2 separate regions of the Cyprinus carpio genome follow, and region 1 is linked to region 2. A link is a contact called in public Hi-C data. All regions are on one chromosome and are shown on one strand. The core of a region is the stretch at or near the end of the contact, and the rest is flanking DNA. Distances in the headings are between cores, read along the strand shown. Region 1 has its middle 50 kb from the start of LOC109051405. Region 2 overlaps LOC122145324 (a long non-coding RNA gene).

Region 1 (4,758 bases), core at 908-3,407, 40 kb before region 2:
TGTGAAGGACAAGATGAAGAAGATTAGTGTCTTTAAGGGCTTGAGGTTATCCTAATGATGCCATACATCAACCTTTGGTAAGGAACATAGAGTCAAAGTTGTCAATGCATGAATGCCACACATTATCATGTCCCAGTTTTAATCATTGTTCCTGTCATGTAAGTAATCAACACCATAACTTGTACCCAGAGAGATCATTCACAGTTACCTGAGAGTAATATGTACAATTGTGCAAAGCCCCTCATCTGGCTTTGTAGTGCATGTGTGCCTTTTCAGTAGCACTGCTTTAAATGTTGTTGTGACAATGCTAAATGGCGCTTTTTATGAATGTGCTAAAAACAACTTCCCCCAGTGTGGGCCGTGGCACCAAAGGCAATGATGGGTGAGAACTAACACTCCAGGACCACAAACAGTGTCAGGGGTCCTGTGATTTCCTGTGATCACCTCCCATCTGCCCCCGCCTGTTACTCAAAGAAGGTCTCTCCGCATGGAGCTGTGATTTTCACAGGCTCTCCTAATCCTCTTCAATCTGTGGCACCAACCCCCTTTTCCAAGTCTCACCAGGCTAATAAGGTGAGGATGACCCCAGAACATCAGGGATGAGAGAAGAAGGCCAGTTCTCACCTTTGGAGGCATCGCCTCTGCTCTTGTTATGCCTATGAGCAATCCATCTTATGGTTCTCCTCCCTGAGTGCTTGCCCTGATGTACAATATGTCTTAGTGAAGGTGGCAAGGGTGGGATGTATTTCCTGGGTAGTGAAAGAACATTTGCGTTCACATCTACATTTACATTTATTCTTTTAGCTTTTGCTTTAATCCATAATGATTTATACACATACAAACAGTAAGCAATATTATATATACACACACACACACATTTATTAGACTGTACTTATTAACTGTATTTGGGCATCTGAATAATAATAATAATAATAATAATAATAATAATAATTTTCCCTTTCTTGTAAAACAGTAAATTCAAAAATCATGGATGACAACAATAATTATATTTTAGCACTAGAAACACTATTGTGACTAAAGAGCTTACACATACTGGTGGATTAACCATTACAGATACATACAAAAAATATTTTGGTCATCACCAATACTGTTAGCACTGTTGTATAATTTATACTTTTTTGTGCATGCTCATCTGCTCAGTTTAGAATACTAAATTATCTTTACATGAGTGGTAAATGACAGTAAAATTCTAATAATTTACTAATAATAACACTGTTACATGTAATATTAAGCAAATAACTATCAACTATCTGTTGATGTAATATTTAGCAAATATCGATTGATCATTGATGGATGGATGGATGGATGGATGGATGGATGGATGGATGGATGGACGGACGGACGGACGGACGGACGGACGGACGGACGGATGGATGGATGGAACCAATGAATCACTATGACAACAAGCTAATAGCTTGCATTCTTGCTGGCACTTTTCCACTAAATATTATATGTAACAGTGTTATTAAAATTATTCGAATTTTTAAAAATTACCTTAGCTGGCACAGCGCTCATGTAAAGAGAATCTAATATTCTAAACAGAGCATGCACAAAAAAAGTATAAATTAATATGGTTCTACCACTGAGGAGCCATGAATGTGAAAGTTTTGGAAATGGGGTGGTACCATTTAAAAAGATATGAATACATGTATCATTTATGTACAAATATGCAGACTTTGGTTACTAACATGTACCTCTAAAGTACCAATATACACCCTTTAGGGGTAAATAAGCTACAAATGTGTACCTTTTGAAAGGGAACTACCTCATTTACAGTTTTTATACCTTTAATCTGAGAGTGTAAGGGGGCAGATCCAGTATTTTAAAACCAAAGGTGGCTTCATTAGGGATCTCAGTATAATTTTTGGATCTAGTTGTTGTCATAGACCCCATGTACACATGGTATTAACATCTGCCTTAAGCAATGATCACAAGCTGTCAGCCAAGACACATTACTGGTATTAATACTCTGTGTCACTACATCCTGAGGATATTCTGTGAAGTCTTTATATTTAGTTGATTGGCAGGTGGTCCTCGCTGCCCAAGAAACCATTAGGTCGGATTAGTGATTACACTACAGATTTCGACTACATATTTTGTGATCTTATCACTCAAACCACAAGTTTGACATGTTGGGTAGCTGTTAATACCTGGTTTAACCAGATCATATACAAGCCCAGCATATCTCAAATTGTTTAGAATGCTAGATGTCCTCTGCCCAGAGAACACTCAGTTCTCAAACCCATCACACCTCGCATTAAAAAGCCCCTTAAAATAAAACCAAACTGGACATGGAGACTGAGTTATTGGCACAGCTGGAGGGAGACAAGGAGGAGAAAAACATGCAGTACTACCAACAACAACACCAATAACATAATAATGGGACTGAGAAGACATTCACACCTAATGGATGCTGTTTCAGGTGGGTGAGGAGTCGAATGGGAGGGTGTGCCTGTGCTGTTTGGGTAACACGTAGGATAGACAGAGTCAGGTTGCACACTGTTAGCATTCCAACGAGATGTCAAACACTATGAAGTAGTGGCTCATGCCTCATCCAGCGTCTCTGTACATGTCCCACTGCAGTCACGAATGGAAGGAGTGTTAGTAGAAGGCATGTGAGTGTTTTTCCTGGAAGCATGTATCAGTTCTAGGAAATGTGTCACTATAGTATTTACACTCCTTGCATACAGCAGGCTCCTCGATCTGTGAGCTCAGAGACATCATAGATCCTCAAGAGAACGAATGACTATCATCATTAACATTTGCATGCAGTTATAATTGAGCCACAGCATATTCAAGCTACAGTCTCCATCGCTCAAACCAAGTTTACGTGACACAATGTGTAATCTAATATTTGAAGGATAAAATACATAACACAAACACCTCCTCTGTCTTTTGGAGCAAGTGCACAACAGCAAGGCCAAATATAGTCCGATTAACATGCTAACAAGCTGGACGAAACAGAGCAATAGTGTTATCTAGGTCTGTTATTGCTACACAAAACGAAACTGGTTTGACGTGAAAACAATTTAAAGATATGATTTACTGCTTTAATAGATGTATTGAGTTAAAGCAGTGAATAATGATAATAGTCATAATAGTCATTTAGCACAGGATCAATCAATTTTATAGGCGAAGGGCATAATTTCTTCACCCCCAGTGGCACCAAATAGAATTGCAAAAATAATGTTTTCAAACAGGTCTCCTAAACACATTGGTCAGAAAGAATGTTGTTTTATTGATATTCTATTAAACTATTTATTATTATTATTATTATTATTTATTTATTTATTTTAGTAATGTTATGCTTTTGCCATTTTAGTTAGTTTCAGTTTTAGTAATTTTAGTATTTCAACTTATTTATTAAGTTTTTTTGTTAATTCTTCCTCTTATAATTTATTTATAAATTTATTTATTTATAATTTAGCTTTATTTAGAAAACCAATAAAAATCTAAATAAAATGTCTAAAATCACTAAAAATCTATTTTAACAAACAATAAAAACACTACAATCAGAAAAACAGTAGTCCAGCCCTTATCCTACACAACTGTACCAATGTAGGGGACCCTCAAACAAACATTGTTTTATAATGCCACAGAGCCACAGAGTTTACACTACTCAATTAAATAAATGTGAATGAATTACAAAAAGAAACTACTTTATTAGTAAAAATACACAAATGTCCTTTAGATATATTAGACATAGCAGGTAGACGTAACTAAAATAATGTATTATTTCCAATGTATTATTTAAACATTTAAACATAATTTACAACTCATCACGTTGACTAATTGTGAACCAGCGAACTGTGGTTTTCTTCAGATACAGAAAGATAATGGCAAAACACCCCTTACTGCTTCATCTACACCTGTAATGGATTTAGGAACCAATAACTAAAATGGATTGAAAAATATATCTGCTTTCACTAATGACTGTAGTCTCCACTGCTCTATTAGGACTCATGAGAGTAAGAATGAAGGGGTGGCCGCTGAACTTGCCTGCCTGTTAACAGTCACTATAAAATTGTCACGTCAACACCTTGTGCCTGTCTTTATAGTCCCAAACCCATTGGCAGTGCTACGATATGTATAACTTCAGCTTCAATAGACTTTCTCAAAAATAGCATACACAAACCCGATTCCAAAAAAGTTGGGACACTGTACAAATTGTGAATAAAAACAGAATGCAATGATGTGGAAGTTTCAAATTTCAATATTTTATTCAGAATACAACATAGACGACATCAAATGTTTAAACTGAGAAAAAATATAATTTTAAGGGAAAAATAAGTTGATTTAAAATTTCATGGCATCAACACAACTCAAAAAAGTTGGGAAAAGGCCATGTTTACCACTGTGTAGCATTCCCTCTTCTTTTTATAACAGTCTGCAAACGTCTGGGGACTGAGGAGACAAGTAGCTCAAGTTTAGGAATAGGAATGTTGTCCCATTCTTGTCTAATACAGGCTTCTAGTTGCTCAACTGTTTTAGGAAGATGCAACTAAGAAGACCTCTTTATGATGCGGCAAATGTTTTCTATGGGTGAAAGATCTCGCCTGCAGGCTGGCCATTTCAGTACCCGGATCCTTCTTCTGTGCAGCCATGATGTTGTAATTGATGCAGTATGTGGTCTGGCATTGTCATGTTGGAAAATGCAAGGTCTTCCCTGAAAGAGACGACGTATGGATGGGAGCATATGTTGTTCTAGAACTTGGATATACCTTTCAGCATTGATGG
Region 2 (4,971 bases), core at 2,095-4,594:
TGTGATGGTAAAGTTGAATTTTCAGCAGCCATTACTCCAGTCTTCAGTGTCTCATGATCCTTCAGAAGTCATTCTAATATACTGATTTCTTATCACAGCTAAAAAAAAATAATAATAAAAAAAATGTTGTGCCTTCTTAATGAAGTATGGAAACTGTGTGTCTTTTTCAGGATTCTTTGATTAACAGAAAGCATTTGTTTGAAATAAAAATATTTTGTAACATTGTAACACATGTTATTGTTATTTTTATTAAATTTAACTCATCCGTGCTGAAGAAAAATATATTTTTTCATAGTGATCCCACTACCAAACTTTTAGAAAACCAATCAAACATCAAATTCATACCTTAAATATTGTTTCTCTGATTACAGAGTTTATTTTCTCCTCTTTTAATTTATTGTTCAGTCTTTCCCTGCAGGCCTTAGGCTGACTACAAGGGTCAAGTCAAGACAGGGTGAAAGAAAAGATCACCCTTCCCATCATTTATTTTTATCTTTCTCTGATGTCCCACACAACAGCTTCTCGAGAAGTACCTACATGGATCAATATCTATTTAGTGACCTAACCCCTGTGTATGTGTATGTCAAAGCAGGCAATCTAAAGCTGTTTGAAGTATTTCATCTGGCACAGTCCTGCCCCCTGACCTGTCCGAAACACGGACTTCTCCGTCCTAAAGGCATGCTGCTCTGTAGCAATAAACAAGGCTGGGAAGTTGTTTCACACTTGTCACAATGTTGGTGGCAACCGACCCCCTCTCGTTTTCTACCAGGCTCTCGCTTGCTCTCCACCTCTGCTTTTCAGAAAACAACAGTAACTCAGGGCCATAGAATTACCACTTCTGAAACAAAGATGGCCAAGTGGCCCAACTTGCCCCATGTTAGGGGTAAGTTGAGCCATATCAGCTAGCTATATTTACATGAAATTAAAACTTGCATGTAATGAATTAATATTATTATTATAAAATACATTTTTAAACTATGTATTCAGTTTCAAATATTGGCCAACATTATCTTGATATTTTCTTAAACATACCCAAAAAACAACCAGAAAGGGAAGATAATCAGGCACATGTTTGTGGAGTGATCAAGGAAGTTTCAAAGAACTAAAATTGCACATTTGGCTTCTTCTTGGGCCACTTTATTGGATAGTTAAACTAGAAAATGGGTAGATGAAGAGAGACTGGAATGAAAACATGTCATGGGACAGATTCAAACCTGCGCAATGCTCTGATTACTGCACCAAAGCTCCCACAATATTATGAATAATCATTATGAATATACATTTATCAATAAGTTCTACAAATATGAAAATTTTTCTGCCTCAGTCTGATATCTGACAACCTGTTCTTTGTACATAGACAAAATTCCAAGCATTTGACAAATGAATTAAAGAACTTTTTTTCAGAAATAATATAATTAAAATTTCACTAATCAATTTCACTGGTGACCAATGCTGAGACACAAAAACAAAGGAAAAACATAAACACATAATACCTCCAATTGGTTCATTGCTCTGACAGGATAAGAGTAAATAAGCAGACATTTACGCCAATCTTTCATTCAGCCGGCAGTCATCCATCCAGTGTGCACCTCTTAATCTGGTCCTGCTAGCACTGGGGAAACAAAGACCTTCACCAGATAAAACAAATGATCCCACTAGGAATGGGAAACAACTCACAGTCAACAGATCCACTCTTAACACAGGTCGGCCATCTTTGTGTGATTGAGCCATGTGTGTCCACAAAAACAAACCCAAAAAAAACACATTGCACCAGAAAACAGAGATAAACCAAGGCATAGAAATAGACCTCCAAAGTAGTACACAATTTAAAATCTGCCATCTTTGCTCATGGGACCACAAAAACTTCTAAATGCCATTTACTAATTAATTTGGAGTTTCAGGAAATTTTATCTGAAAGACTGATGGCATCAGAAGAACATATACAGTCCACTTTTTTTCCAAAAAGTTTCCAAAAATATTAGTATATATTGCTTGTTAAAAGTAAGAATGAAACAGAAGTAGCAATATTTTCTGTATTTTGACTTAGATCAAGTGGATTACTGAAACGTAAAAAGTAGGGGGGGGGGTTTAATTCTATGCATTGGTTGTTAATTAGATTTTGAGATGTGTGGGTTGCACTCAAAAATGGGGGTAGATGAAGGCAAGCTTGCAAAGGATGAGGTTTGAACCCTTACCAAAAAGTAGTATACTTCAAGTTTATTTTATTAAGTATACTTAAGTAAAGTTCAAGTATATTTAGACTTTTTGTAAGTATAAGTCAAGTATACTTAAATGTCATTTTAAGTATATTTCTGAGAAGTACATAAAAAGTAAACTAAAAGCATACTTTCCTATTTTTTTAGTTTAAAAGAAGTATACTAATAGCACACTTGAATAAACTTCTTTTTCGTAAGGGAAGTCCTGCATGTCACCAGAAAGACACTTGAATGAGTGTGCACACTTTTCAACAGTACTACTCTTTTTTTTTTTTTTTTTTTTGAGTAAAAAAATGTATACTGTACATGTAAAAAGAAAGGGCATTCAGTAAAATTTAAAAATATGATTATGTGAACTAAAACGCATTGATCTGTGTCCATGTATCATAATATTCATCAAATTAATTCACCCTTTATGAATAAACTACATACGAGGCATGGTGGCTAAATCTAGTCTATTGCTTCAATATTTTTACAAATGTGACAGTCTACTAAACAGAATACTGCTTAAAAAAAAACAGCGCTCTTAAAATTACGCATATAGTTGTCAAATATAAGCCAATTTAAATGCCTACAGTTGTCTGAGATGCTGTGTTTTGGATATTTGCTGCCAAGAAGCATTACTTGTCCGTTGTGGTGGTGACCTCTGCAACTTGTTCCCCTGATCTCATCCTAATTTTAATGTGAAACTAGAGCTCTATGTCAGCCCCATGTGAGGGTGAGTAAGGGGCCTGGAAATATCAAGCAAAGGGGTGCGGCCGCCTTCCATGGAGGAACACAAACATTGCTGACCGACCTGATGGTTCTGTAATGAATATATTCAAAGTGTAACAGAGAGAGTAATCCAACTGCAGTCTCGGGTCAGGAAAAGGACTGTGCCAAAAAGCTACAGCACCTCATTGCATTTTACAAGCAAAATTAAACAAGTTTTACAATTTAAAAAGCTGACACTGTCCTTATTGTCAAGTTTACACCTTTTTTCAGAGCCGTGGAACGTTCTACTTCGAAACAGAAGCTACTGTAATACTGAATATGTTTATCTAAATGAAAGATAAATGCTGTAGATGATCAACCTATGAATAACACTAAATACAGCTACAAGCAAACTGTGTGAAACATCTCTGTGTCAAATCTAAATTGTGATAGAGTTCATTGAGAAACAATGACACCTCTGTTGTTGTGTTTCTCTCTGTTCACACTCTGCTAATGACCTTGTGACTCTGTGATGTGTACAATAAACAAGTGTGCAATAGTTTCTTCTCTTATTCACAGTGTTACATTTTCTTCTAATAAATTGGTCAATTATTCAATGGCATGCAGAGTCACTAAGTTGTGTTCATATCAAATCAGTTTTTTGATAAATTAATAGAAAATATTTAAATGCACTTCAGAAAATTTAGAAATAATAATTTTTGCTTTTGAAATTAAATTGATCAGTGTAAAGCTTATAGTATAAGAGATCACCAGAGATGCATGAAGCATCAAGTGCCAAGAAAAAAAAAAAAGGAAGATCCGGCACATATATCAAGGAAAGGGCATTTAGATGATAATTCTAATAACTGCTTCCATTCTACAATTAAGTAAAACAACTTTTTCTGTAAGTCACTAAATTGGAACAAAACAGCATGACATAGCCAACAAAGCCCAAAATATATGTAACTTCCTCAAAGTTATGCTTGACTAGCTTTCTTTGTGTGAGATGTGTGTCCATAGTATGCACATGGATGAATGGCCCAGTGAGGAATTTAGCTGAGCACTAAATGAAGTGACTTATGCCAGGCAAATTTAATATGTGGTTTTCACAGACTAAAGTGGTGGTAGAAGGGGGGCGCTATGTTGTTGCCCCAAGGCAAGATGATAAAGAAGAGCAACACTGGGGAAAGAATGAAAGCTTTGTAGAGCAAAAATTAAAGAGACCAAAAAGTGCACTTATTACAGAAAACTGCTAAACATCTTTTAACTGAGCTTGCACATATAGGTCCATAACATAGCCTATCAGTGATATACATAATCATGAGATATAGAAGAAGCTCAAAAGAACAACTAACAGAATTCAAAACAGTAATGAAATTCTATTATGGGACACAAACCATCAGTTCACATATATCCCTAGCAGGCAGAAAAGACCACTTATCTGTGGGTGACATAGAAAATTTATGATTCTACAAAAAACAAGCACACACAAGAAACTACTATGAAAATAAATACACATAGAAAACAAAAAATGGCATTTCGGTTCCATAAAGCCTAGATTTATTTATCAATGCATGTATTGATCTGCCTTTTTGGGCCTTTCATAAAGATCAAGGGATCCAGGCGGTGAATCCTGGGTGCTGACGCCGGCACACAATTACTGCAGGCCTCACTGATTCCATTTACCAGATTAAGCACTTTGTAAACATTTGATAACATTCAAAGAAGGGGTTCGGTTGTCCCAAACAGAATTACTCGCAGATGCAAGTCATCTGACAGGAATAGTTCTAATTTCTAGTATAGATTGTTTTCATGCAGAATTCTAACATGATAATTAAATCTGCTGTTCTGAGCCCCATCTCAAGTCAAGTCACATGGTACCTTTAGTCATTTAGCAAGTCCTTTGCTGGGCTATTGAAAGCCGCGGGATTCCAGGGCAAGGTTCCTGACTGCCAAATGACAATTTGCCACAGCGCTTTGATGATTTTATTATGTGTTTAAATAATACAAATAGCCTGATTCCTGCACTTAACAGAAGACCACTCAACTGGGAACAACATGA

What was found. A called contact is a pair of places that touch in the nucleus more often than the background predicts.
Region 1: a Hi-C map of skeletal muscle shows a contact between it and region 2, with 1.7 times the contacts expected there. The contact joins two enhancer-like sites. A contact is called at or near these places in 2 of 8 Hi-C or Micro-C datasets (both in skeletal muscle).

What each region holds. Positions count from the first base shown.
Region 1 is chrA6:20,723,485-20,728,242 of ASM1834038v1, reverse strand. No RefSeq gene overlaps it. Among protein-coding and RNA genes, the nearest start is that of LOC109051405, 50 kb to the right of the region's middle. Within about 2 kb of position 2,157, at least 3 of the 8 cell types and tissues checked have an H3K27ac peak or open chromatin away from gene starts, as enhancers often do. A contact at or near this core is called in skeletal muscle, where this site is marked.
Region 2 is chrA6:20,684,419-20,689,389 of ASM1834038v1, reverse strand. All of the region lies in intron 1 of LOC122145324 (a long non-coding RNA gene), which reads right to left. Among protein-coding and RNA genes, the nearest start is that of LOC109051405, 11 kb to the right of the region's middle. Within about 2 kb of position 3,344, at least 1 of the 8 cell types and tissues checked has an H3K27ac peak or open chromatin away from gene starts, as enhancers often do. A contact at or near this core is called in skeletal muscle, where this site is marked.